Linked DNA regions of Mus musculus: all the other regions are linked to region 1. A link is a contact called in public HiChIP or PLAC-seq and Micro-C data. All regions are on one chromosome and are shown on one strand. Each heading gives the region's core, a stretch centred on a gene start, on an enhancer-like site or on the middle of the called end of the contact. The rest is flanking DNA. Distances are from core to core; before and after follow the strand shown.

Evidence for each region. Hi-C and Micro-C count contacts between places; a contact is called where the count stands out from the background. HiChIP or PLAC-seq counts read pairs in DNA pulled down with a chosen protein or histone mark.
Region 2: a contact with region 1 is called in an H3K4me3 HiChIP or PLAC-seq map of the 230-238 cell line, with 12 read pairs. The contact joins the promoter of Mcrs1 here to the promoter of Cox14 in region 1. A contact is called at or near these places in 1 of 39 promoter capture datasets (liver), 2 of 115 datasets of contacts at active chromatin or transcription factors (the 230-238 cell line and pancreatic cancer cells) and 1 of 9 other capture datasets (liver).
Region 3: a Micro-C map of embryonic stem cells shows a contact between it and region 1, with 1.8 times the contacts expected there. The contact joins the enhancer-like site here to the promoter of Cox14 in region 1. A contact is called at or near these places in 1 of 39 promoter capture datasets (embryonic stem cells), 1 of 15 datasets of contacts at CTCF or cohesin (embryonic stem cells), 4 of 484 Hi-C or Micro-C datasets (cortical neurons, embryonic stem cells and liver) and 4 of 115 datasets of contacts at active chromatin or transcription factors (embryonic stem cells and pancreatic cancer cells).

Annotation. Positions count from the first base shown.
Region 1 is chr15:99,723,778-99,727,735 of GRCm38.p6, forward strand. It overlaps Cox14 (cytochrome c oxidase assembly protein 14), which reads left to right and starts at 1,841. Exons shown (of 2, transcript NM_183256.3): 1 at 1,841-2,071; 2 at 3,868-3,958. The coding sequence starts at 3,876. It overlaps Gpd1 (glycerol-3-phosphate dehydrogenase 1 (soluble)), which reads left to right. Exons shown (of 8, transcript NM_010271.3): 8 at 1-1,237. Gm16537 (predicted gene 16537) reads right to left here and starts at 697. Exons shown (of 3, transcript NR_155353.1): 1 at 540-697.
Region 2 is chr15:99,250,054-99,254,011 of GRCm38.p6, forward strand. It overlaps Mcrs1 (microspherule protein 1), which reads right to left and starts at 1,908. Exons shown (of 15, transcript NM_016766.3): 1 at 1,809-1,908; 2 at 410-529. The coding sequence starts at 419. 1700120C14Rik (RIKEN cDNA 1700120C14 gene) reads left to right here and starts at 1,735. Exons shown (of 3, transcript NR_045627.2): 1 at 1,735-1,948.
Region 3 is chr15:99,414,918-99,418,875 of GRCm38.p6, forward strand. No RefSeq gene overlaps it. Among named protein-coding and RNA genes, the nearest start is that of Nckap5los, 16 kb to the right of the region's middle. Within about 2 kb of position 2,279, at least 73 of the 459 cell types and tissues checked have an H3K27ac peak or open chromatin away from gene starts, as enhancers often do. A contact at or near this core is called in embryonic stem cells and pancreatic cancer cells, where this site is marked.

The sequences.
Region 1 (3,958 bases), core at 591-3,090:
ACAAAGCTCTCAAACAACCCCACTCTAACTTCTCCTAGCAACACTTGCTTCCTCAGAAGCCTCTACTTCCCCCTCCCCCAGGCTACTCTGGCACAAGAGTTGCTCTCCACAGGCATCTCTGGCCCTGGGGCGCTCCATTCTTCCCAGAGACTTCCTGGTTCCTGGAGCTTTGTCAGGGCCTCCCCACCCTGTGTGACCTTTCCCAGCTTTCCCTTGCCTGCACCCAGCTGCCAGCACCCTCTTTGGGGAGCAGGAATCTAATCTGCTGACAGAGCTACACTCTTTTCACAGCAGGCTCAGATGGCTCAGGCTCCCCTGACCTTCCTATTTGTCCACCTCCCCAGTCAGGAGCTCCGGCCCCGGCCAGCCCCTCCTACTGCTGACCTTTCTTCTCAGGGTCCTCCCCACAAGGCCGCTTCTCTCTGCAGTCACCACCAACTTCACGTCTAACAGAATGTAGGATTTATAGTTTATCGTCCTCAGGGCTGTCAGCCCATATTCTTGACTCTGCCCTTTCCTTTTGCCCAAGTCGTTCTCACCCAGCCTGGAAGGCCACCCGGCATCTGTAGGCTTAGAACTAAGGAGCAGCTCAAAGGTTCAGTAGGTTTCCACAAGGGTTGGTGGGTCCTAGTCCAAGGCCAGCTGTCCTCGGAACAGAACAAGGTCCTCGCGAGATCGGACCCACACACCTCAGGAGCTGGGGAACTCGAGGGAAGGACAATTGAAAACTGCCTGCCCTGGGGTGAGGGAGATCAGAGGGGGATGGGAGACTGCTTTGCACTGGCCCTGTTCCAAAGTTGGGTGGCAGCAAGAGAATGTCACAGATCAGCAGCCTGGAGCGCTAGCTATAAATAGCTGGAGGTTTCTCTCTCCACCAGGGGTCTCCATTTCCTGTGTGGCAGCAACTGGGACACCGTGGCTCTGGCCAGCTTGATATTAAACTAACACATTAAGGTGCCAGGTCCCTCTCTGCTCCTAGCCTTTAAGAATTCCGTCTTAGTGAAGGTCAGAGCTGTCGGGTAAGGGGAAGAGGGGGGGCCCTGTCATCGATCCCGACTGGGCTGGAACCCTCCCACGCATGACTCAATTCAGAGCTGTTCCCCGGGAGACTGGGGCGGGATGCAGACAGATTCCAACACCTTAACCTATGTTTGCTCAGTCAGTCAACTGTGAATCTGAGGTCTTCTGTCAGGCCACTTGTCTACCCAATAAAGTGTGGTTTTTCCAGAAACTGGAAGAGTTGGGGGAGTTTATGTGGCAGTGTGTGGGGTCATGTATCACTGCATGCATGTTTTACTCAATGTAAGACAAGAAGTGGAAAAAATCATCCTTGTTTAATAGCAGCCACACTCGGGCATCAATCGGCATTGGCGTCCACTCTGCTCACAGCCCCCACCTCCACCCCCCCACCCCACCCCCGTCCCCTTTTGTGCTTCGTATCCCCTCTTCCACCCAAGCTGTCAGCCAGTCTTCCCAGCGCTTCTTACAGGGTCTGTCACGTTGCCTGCCTACGAGGAGGTCGCGCACAAGGCAGAAATATTAGCGAGTCACCCTCCCATCCCCCGACTCACCCCCTACACCCATTCTGTGGCCTCACTAGTGCTGGTCCAGCTAAGGTCGGTTCCTCCGGATCACCCTGTAAAGGGCCGCTCCAGGCGGTAGGGGGCGCTAGGCCCATCGCTGGAGAATTCCGAGGATCTACCTAGCTACAGTTTACGTCACTGAACTTAGACTGCGGATTGGCTAATTCTGAGCTAAAATTTTTCCCGTTTTCCAAGGAGCGCTCTTGATGGACCAGAACCACACCCCCCAGAATTCAATGGGCCTTTCCGAGAGGAAGGCTAGACTGAGCGTGCGTAAGAGAGAGGTAGAAGCCGGAAGTTCAAGGCTGGCTCTCGCTTTAGTGGGCGAGTTTTCGCAGGGGGTGTCGGGTCCGGAGCGGGGCTGAGCACCAGTGGCTGAGGAGCTGCGCGTTGGTGACTGCCTCTTCCTGCCCTGCGGCGGCCGCGCGACTCTGCGAGTGGCAGACTGAGCAGGCATCGCTCTGACGCGGCCGAGTTGCAGCCTCCAGGTAGGCCGCGGGCCGGACGGCCAAGCGCACTCGCCCTCCCCCCACGCTCTCCTGCTCGGCGCACCGCGCCCCCTGCTCCCCGTGTCGCCGCTTTTCACGCTGTTCCCCTGCTCCCCGTTCCGAGTCCCTGCTGTCCCCTGTGCCCCGCACCGCGCTCCCCTCCGCTCCCCTGTGTCCCGCACCGCGCGTCCTCGGCCTGTGCCCTTGAGAGCGCGCGGCTCCTAGTCCCTGCGCTGTGCTAGCCCCTGCTGGCTCCCCGGCTGTCATAGTCCGACCGCCTTCCTGGTGTGACTGCGGCCTGGCTGTCCTCCCTTCTGAAACTGCTCGCCTCAACCCCAAAGCTCCTCACGGTCCCTCAAAGCCACTTATTTCTCTGAGGTCCTCACCACCTTCTCTGATCCTACAGAATATGGGGTTCATAGCTTACCTTTCTGGGCTCCGTTAGTCAGAAGTTGTTTTCTGCGGACACCAAGTCTCTCCAAAGAGGGCTAAATGACAGAAGCTGGGGTGGTTTTAGGGCTTTGATCCTTATTTGTTTTGTAAAGGATGCCCATCAGATGAAAACCTTCTGCCAGTCTCAAGAGTTTCTTTTATTTCCAAAGTTAATCCTTGTATCTGGGCTTCTAACTTCAGGGTTTTATTGTTTGTTTTTGAGGTTATCTCGGATTTGCTTCTTTTTGTTTCACACCCCCCCCCCGTTTTTTTGTTTTTTGTTTTTGACAGGGTCTCATGTCCACATCCTGAGTGCTGGGATTTCCAGCATATACCACATGCTCTGTTTAATGCAGTTCTGGGGACTGAACCTCTGGCTTTGTGCCTGCTACACTGAGTTACATCCCACTTTAAATCATACTCAAATCTTCTCTATCAGTGAACAAGGTGAAATTAGCTTTTCACCAGGGCGAAGTGACTCTGGCACTCTACAGGCAGGATCCCCCAGACACACACATCCTCAAGTCTATCTTCAGGTCCTCTCTCGGGAGAATTTCACTACCACAATAAGTAGCCTGATTAAAATATGGTTCTGAGGCTGGAGAGATGGCTCAGCAGTTAAGAGCCTTGCTGTTCTTCCAGAGGACCCAGGTTTGATTCCTAGTATAGTCTGGGTGGGCTGGTCACTTTTTTTTTTTAAAGAGATTTATTTCTGGATTTTATGTATATGAATACACTATAGCTGTCTTCAGACACACCAGAAGAGGGCATTGGATCCCATGACAGATGGTTGTGAGCCACCATGTGGTTGCTGGGAATTGAACTCAAGACCTCTGGAAGAGCAGTCAGTGCTCTTAACCACTGAGCCATCTCTCCAGCCCCGGCTGGTCACTTTTTAAGCACAAATAAGGAGAGCCTGTGTTAGCTCTGATGGCATCGCATCATATACACCTGTTTCCGGCCTTCTGTACCTCGGGTGTAGATGTTTTGAGTCAGAGCTCTGAAACTGCCATGCTTAACTCTTTTTTTTTTTTTTTTTTTTTTTTTTTTAAAGATTTATTTATTTATTATATGTAAGTACACTGTAGCTGTCTTCAGACACTCCAGAAGAGGGCATCAGATCTCATTACGGGTGGTTGTGAGCCACCATGTGGTTGCTGGGATTTGAACTTCGGACCTTCGGAAGAGCAGTCGGGTGCTCTTACCCACTGAGCCATCTCACCAGCCCCATGCTTAACTCTTTTAAGAGCAGCCACACAGGAGTCACCAGCATAGGATGCATCCGTGAAGATGAAAATAAGGAATGGCTCTCCGGGAAGGAGGAGAGGCCTATCCTGCAGACCAACTCCAATCTGTCTTTGTAGGGGAAGACATGCCATCTGCCAAGCAGCTAGCCGATATCGGCTACAAGACCTTCTCTGCCTCGATGATGCTCCTCACTGTGTATGGGGGTTA
Region 2 (3,958 bases), core at 658-3,157, 470 kb before region 1:
GTGTCAGCCCCTCAGCCCTTGCCCGGCCTCCCTGAGGCTTGGTCTTTGAGGCAGGCATTCCTCCTTGGCCATCCAGATCCCATCCGGGCTCAGACCTCCTGGTGCCACGGGTCATGGGGTGCAGCACAGGTGCTCAGGTCAGGCTGATGAGGCCGACACACGGGGTGGGCTCTGAGCATAACTGCTCCCTTGGCTATCAAAATGCATTGTGCCAAAGAGCAGAAGCTCCACAGCAACTGAGGCAATTGTGGCTCTGCCGAGAGGCACATGGGTGGTGCTGGCCCAGGGGAGGGGGGTGGTAGGTGGCATTGCCGGGCCAAGACCGAGAGACACTCGTGCAAGGCAAGGGGTAGAGTCAGAGGCTGCCTGGCGCCCGAGAGCTTGGGGAGATGGCCGGGCCTCACACTACCTTTGTCCATCCTCTCACAGTCCCAAAGCCTCCGGCTCCAAACCACAGGGCTAGGAGGAAGGGTCCCACAGGCTCATCCAAGGGTTCTGACCAAGCGAGCTTGGATGCTGAGAAGAGAGTCTGGGAAGGAGAGGTAAGGCTCCCTCAGGCTCGGGTTTCCAACAGGCCAAACCTACTGACTGACCAATCCCTTATCCTCGTGCACTCGTGCACCCTGTCTGAGGTAGTGGGAAGAGGCAAAAGAGCTCTACTCTCAATTGCACCTAACCATTAGTAGCTATTACCTGGTCTGATGGCTCTGACAGTTAATCCCAGCATGTGGAGGCGGAGGTAGAGGTAGAGGTAGAGGTAGAGGTAGAGGTAGAGGTAGAGGTAGAGGTAGAGGTAGAGGCAGGTGGATCTCTGTTGACTTTAAGGCCAGCCTCGTCTACAGAGCAAGCCAGGGCTATCTATATAATGGTGAGCCTCTGCTCCAAACAATAAAAACAAAAAATATAAGTAGCTATGTGGGAGTCACTGAGGCCTTTGTGTGAATGATAAAAAGATGTGGGAAAAAACGTATTAGGCTCAGAGATCTCTCTTAATTTTACCAGTGAATCCTAAATTAAGCATTTGGAACGTTAACCAGAAAGGGTCAAGGGATTCCTGACTCATTTGTTTTCCTTTGCCTGTCTACTCAAATCAGCAGCACCAGCCTGCCCCCAGGCCACAGCCTGGGAAGGTAGATGGAATCCCACTATCTCGCTACCCTTTTGCTTTCCCTTCCATTTGCAGCTTTTACTAAAGCGGGTGGTTCCTTCGGACGATTCAAACGTGGTTTGGGAACTGTATGAATACCCAGCGCTTTGGCAGCCCCGCCCCTCCTGACTCCGGCGTCTCGTAGAGCAAAGTTCTGGCTCTGCCTTTAAGGACGCTCCACGACCAGCTCCGTGGGTACCACAGAAGGGGGGTGCAGGTGTCCAGTCCCACGAGCAACTAAGGCAAAGTGCTTGCCCTCCTTCCCTTCCCTCCTCCCGACAGGGCACCCCCAAGGTGAGGGATCAGTGCAGGTCTGTTTCAGGGACTCTGGGGAGCAGTGGTAATTTAGTCAACTCTTCGGCTCCATACTACTGCATCGATCTCGCCATCTGGCTCTGAGGCCCACAGGCCGGTGGTAGCGAACCAGGACCAACTCCCAGACAATTCTCATCCCACCTCAAGCATGCCACCTGTGCGCATGCGTAACACCGCAGGCCAGAGCCTGGCCTGATCGGACTTACGCATGCGCAGATTTTTCGGGGCGATACCGGGGCGGGGCCCCAAATCTTGTTGTGGGGTTGTGCCCCGAGGCACGTTGGGAAACTCCACTTCACCCTCCAGGTCTACTCAGAACACTAGGAGACGAGTCGCGGGGTCTCACCATTCCTAGGCTGCCAGCTCCAACAATTTCTCCGCGGCGACGGCAGGAGCCGCAGGGCCAAAGCCGGCTTCCGTGAGACACATCTACTTCCGGGTTGCGAACGAAGGGTTGGACGATCTCTTCCGGTTCGTCCTGGACCCGTAAGTGGAAGGGGCGTGGCCGTGCGCCTTAGTGGAAACCATTTTGCGGGGAGCCGGAAATACAGCTTTCCCGGTTGGCAGAAGCGCTTAGGGAGGCACCAGGCAGTGTTAATTATAGGAACCGCGGAGGTTTCCGTGTTGGAAAACGCAGCGGGAGGGCGGGGCTTGTGCTGAGACCCCGCCCAGGCGACGCTGGGAGGGGCGGGGCCGCCGTGCATTCGTAATTAGCACTAACCTTGGTAGGTCTCTCTGGACCAAATCTTGTATTGTTTTATCTGCCAGTGTTTTCAGATAAGGGATTCGGTCAGGCTCTTTGCTAAGCACAGGACTGGAGGAACATGTTGGAGAGTTTGCTCTAACTGTGGCGTACAGTACGATCCCGAAAATTCCTGTCTAAGGGGGAGATGCAGGATGGTGGCCGCGTTCCTAAGGAAACACTCCTTAGAAGGAGCGGCGCCAGTTGCTTACGCCAGAAGAACTCCATCTAGACTGCTGGGGTCAGTCGTGGGTAGCCAGCAAACCAACCGAATCCTTTTCAGAGGACAGTGTTCCCTGAGGAAACTGTTTTGAAAGAAAGAACTAGTTCCCAGAGAACAGGAGACGTCCAGACTTTGGGGCCGTGAGAGATGCCCGGGAAAGCTAGGGAGACTGGGCTCTAATAGCTCTTTCATGCCTTCTTTGAGGGGCACAAAAGTGGAGCAGCTCTGGCTGGAGGAGCTTCCGGGAAGAGCGTTTGCCCAGCGTGCCTGACATCCTGAACTTAAGTGTCAAATGGACGACCCTGACAAGTTGCAAGTCTTCTCTTCATAATATACTGTTACTTATTTAACGAGCATGTATTTGCTTTATCGCTCCCAAAACAAAGTTTTCTGGTATACAGTGTGCTTGTTAGAGGTTTGTCAACTTGAAACTAGCTAGAATCTTCGCGCTCAGTTGAGAAAATGCCTCCTTCAGACTGGTTGGTAGGCAAGTCTGGGGTGTGTTTTCTTGTTTGGATAGATGTGGGAGGTCTAAGCAGTGCCTGCCTTGAGGTTCTTGCCCCAACTTTCCTCGGTAATAGACAGTGACTTGAAAGTTATGAGATGAGGGGCTGGTGAGATGGCTCAGTGGGTAAGAGCACCCGACTGCTCTTCCAAAGGTCTGGAGTTCAAATCCCAGCAACCACGTGGTGGCTCACAACCATCCATAACGAGATCTGACTCCCTCTTCTGGAGTGTCTGAAGACAGCTACAGTGTACTTACATATAACCAATAAATAAATCTTAAAAAAAAAAAAAGAAAGTTATGAGATGAAATAGACCCTTTGCTTCCCAGGTCGCCTTTAGTTACAGTGTTTTGATCACAGCAATTAAAAACAAACTAGGACACAGTCTGGTGGGTTGTGCAAAATATAGTGTGGTTTAGTATCTATACAGATGACAATTAATTGGGCTTTCTTCTTTAAAGAGTTTTTGTTTGTTTGTTTGTTTGTTTTTAAGTAGGAGTGAAATACTTGTTGCTTATCAGGCAAGTTCTGTCCCACCAAGCCACATGGACAGCCCTAACAAGGGATCGTTTGGTAAAGAGCTGGATGGGTACTGTTCAATGTTTGTTAGATGTTTTTCTCCTAGGAAAGGCAAACCCTTAAAGAAGGAAACCCTGAAAGAAGAAAGGGTTATTTTAGCTCACAGGGTTTTTGGGGGTGTGAGGGGGACAAACATCATGGCAGGAAAGGCATGGTGGCAGGAGTGTGGGGTGATTGCTCACGCTGTGTCCAGAACTTGGAAGTGCAGAGAGATGAAGTATTGGTGTTCTGCCTGCTTTCTCCTTTCTGTTCAGTCTGTAGCCCTAGCCCAAGGTCACTCGAAATTAGGGTGTGTCTCCCATCTAAGTTAAACCTCCAGAAATAGCTTCACAGATGTCTTGTGACTCTAAATGAGGTTAAGCGGACAAGATCACAAGCCCACCTGATGTCCAGGCATACCACATTTATGTCGGTGGCATCCATCAGCTGCTGGTGCCACTGGAGCA
Region 3 (3,958 bases), core at 1,029-3,528, 310 kb before region 1:
GTAGACACATACTGTGATATAATTTATCTGTCAATTAAAATTAATTTTAGGGTCTGGAATGGAGTTCAGTGGTATAACCCTTGCCTAGGCTGTGTAATACCCTGATTTCAATTTTGCACTGAAAAACATTAAAATAATTTTAAAAACAAAATTTTAGCCAGATCTGGTTGCTTATGCCTGTAACCAAAGCATTGAGGCAGGTAATTCAGAGGAACTGCCAGGAGCTTGGGGCCATCCTGAGCTATTCAGTAAGGTCTATGCTAGCCTGAATTGTAAATCCAGCACTTGGGAGGTGGAGGGAGGCCAGAGATTAGGAGCAAGGCCAGTCTAGGTGTCATGGTAAATTAGCTCATCAAACACTGGGGAGATGTAAATTAAAGCAGGCATAAAATATGGATAGAACATACATATAATATATATGAATTTATTACACAAATACATATATGTAATACATGTATATAATGTGTGTATAATATATATGTGTGTGTGTAAGTGTACATATATACATATATGTAGATATTGATAACACTGAGTGCTGCTGGAAGTGTGGAGGAACATGCCCCTCACTGGTGACAGGAGGATGGTGCAGCCTCTGCAGCACTATTTGGCAGCTTCTTATAAACTCAAATTTAAATTAGACCTTGAACTCAGGTCCTCTGCAAGAGCAGTGTGTTCTTTTAACTGCTGAGTTATCTCTCTAACTCTTCTCTTCTCTTTTCTTTTCTTTTCTTTTCTTTTCTTTTCTTTTCTTCCTCTCTCTCTCTCTCTCTCTCTCTCTCTCTCTCTCTCTCTCTCTCTCTCTCTCTTATATTAGTGCTCTTATCTGCATGTCAGAAGAGGGCGTCAGATCCCATCACAGATGGATGCCAGTCACCATGTAGTTGCTGGGATTTGAACTCAGGACCTCTGGAAGAGTAGTCAGTGCTCTTAACCACTGAGCAACCTTTCCAGCCACTCCAGTTCCTTATTTTCATTTTGATACAAAGTCTCATATAGACCAGGCTAGCCTCAAACTCACTATGTAGCTAAGGATGACTTTGAACTTCTGATCTTCCTGCCCCCTTCTGGCCAGTTCTGGAATTACAGGCACTTGCCACCTCATCTCGGTTTTTTTTTTTTTTTTATGCAGGGTTGGAAACTGAACCCAGGTCAGGCTTTGTGCATTTTAGGCAGGGGTTCTACCTCGTGAACACAGCTCCAGTTTTAGTTCTAATTAGCCCCAAACTGGGAACAATTCAGTTATTCTTCCATTGTTGACTGAATAAACCATCTGCACATCTTCAGTGTGGAAATTAACCATGTCATACGCAACAACTCAGATGCGTCCGAAGGCATTTCTGTCCTGTGGTTTCCAGAAAGTGAGGGCACTTGGGAGGGGAAAGCAGAGGGACAGAATCTCACCACTTGAGCCCCCTCCCCCCCCCACCCCCCATACACACGCTGGTCCACAACGCCATTCACATTCAGTGTCCACTACAGGCTGCCCGGTGCTTCCCACCTATTGGGTGCCCTGTGAATGTTTGTTGTAGACTCGACAGGGATGAAGGACAGATATGGGCTGGTCACCCGCTGATGTCATGCCTTCACGAGAGTTTGCTCAGAGTAGTTCAGCTGCCTTGACAGCCCGTCTACGTTGAAACTGGTAGTAGGAAATGTGTCTCCCGGAAAGCAAGGCTGATGGGGAGAACTGGCAGGGATGGACAGGGTATTCATATTCTCTGGCTTCACCCAAGGCTTACCAAAGCTGTCAAGAGGTGGAGGACACCCTGTATTTCTTCTTATAGCCACACGAGGGCAGTGTAGCCCCGCAAACCGTGAAGCTGCCTCCCATGCGCCATCTACTGGCAACATTTTCTCAAGTGGAGGGAAAGGAGTTTTTTTTTGTTTGTTTGTTTGGTTTTTTTTTTTTTCTTGCTTAAAGAATGAAAGGCTTGATATGGCAACCCAACACTTTCAGACATGGAGAGGCCACAGTAGGGACAGGAAGATTGTCATGAACTCAAGGCTATCCTCAGCTACATAGTGAGACGCTGTTTCAAAACAAAACAAAACAAAACAAACAAAAGATAAATTTAATTTCTTGATGGCTCTTCCACCCTAAGACTCTAGCTGCTTTCCCTCGGCCCACACAGTTGCTCCTCCTCCACATATCACTTTGAGATACCCCACCCCCACTCCACCCCACCCCCCACGCTCCCCTTGACAGCTCTTACCTCTGCCTCATTTCATTGGCATGAGATGGGCAAGACTCCACCGCTAACAACACACCTCATCCTTCTGGCTCACCACCCAGTCTCTCCTCACCCGCACTTTGCTTGTTGGGGTGATGGATGAGGGTGGGGTGGGTAGGGTGGGAGCCCAGCCTAAGCTTTCTTTTCTTCCATCCTCTCCTTCTTCATTTTTTCTTTTCTTTTCTTTTCTTTTCTTTTCTTTTCTTTTCTTTTCTTTTCTTTTCTTCTCTTCTCTTCTCTTCTCTTCTCTTCTCTTCTCTTTTTCTTTCCTTCTTTCTTCTTCTTTCCTTCCCTTTCTTTCTTTCTTTCTTTCTTTCTTTCTTTCTTTCCTTCTTTCTTTCTTTCCTTCTTTCTTTCTTTCTTTCCTTCCTTCCTTCCTTCCTTCCTTCTTTCTTTCTTTTTTTTTTTTCTGAGACAGGGTTTCTCTGTGTAGCCCTGGCTGTCCTGGAACTCACTTTGTAGACCAGGCTGGCCTTGAACTCAGAAATCTGCTTGCCTCTGCCTCCTGAGTGCTGGGATTAAAGGCTTGTTCCATCACGCCCGGCTTCCTTCTTCATTTTTCAAACTCAGGACTTTGTTGCTAAACAAACGTCCTACCACTGAGTGACTACCCCAATATGTGTGTGTGTGTGTGTGTGTGTGTGTGTGTGCTCCTCGTGGGTGTAGGTGCTTAGAGAGGCTAGAGGTGTCAGATTCCCCAGAGATGGAGTCATCCAGCGTGTGTACCAGACTTACTGAGTCTCCTGGAAGAGACTCTTCAGTCTGCACTACTGACCCAGCTCTCGGGCCCTGGTGGTAGGTGGGGCGGGGTGGGGTGGGGCGGGGTCTTGCTCTGGCTTTGTAGTTGTGGCTGGCTTGGAACTCTCCGTCCTCTCACTTCAGTCCCCCCAGTGTTATCTGGTGTCGTTTTGAGTGTGCTCTGGAGCCGGCGTGTCTGGGCTTGAATCACGGCTGATCTATACACAGGCTTTAACGTTTTAAACGTTCTGGCTCTCCCTACCCTATCAGACCCGGGTAACAGGATCACCCACATGAAGAGGTTGTATAGAGGATTAGCTGAGTATCCACACACATGGCCGCCCGAGGTAGTGCTGGCGCACTGTCAAGGGTGAGTGTTCTTATGTATTATCCCTGGAGCCAGAGATCACCGCCACTGGCCCTCCACTCGCCACCCCAGTTCCCCCATCAGCAATGCTTCCCTTGGGTTAAGCCTACAACTTTCCTTTTCTCGACCTGAAACCAGTGTGTGCCCCTGCTATACTCTCTCACAAAAACCCATTTTCTCTGAAGTCTGGTGTCAGAGACGCCCATCCTCCGTCCTCCACTGGCTCCAGCCCCGTGAAGATGGGATGGAAGTATCCCCAAAACTCCATCTGTGGTGACCCCCCCACATCCTCTACCCTTAAGGGATGAAATCAAAGGCTTAAAGTGTCTGCTGGGCAAACTGTAAACATGGCTGCCCCTGAGGTGGCAGAGTGACAAGATGATACCACACTGGAAACATTCACACAAGCCATCGCTTCAGAAACACAACTTAGTGATACACACCTGTGAGCCTCACACTGGTGAAGCAGAGGCAGGGGAATGGCAAGTCTGAGTCAGGCCTGAGCTACATAGCACGACTGTGTCTCAAAAAACTAATAAGCATCCAAACTAAAGTCTTAAAAATACTAAGACCACATTACTTTCTTTTCTCTTTTGGACAGGGTCTTACTGTGTAGCCCTGA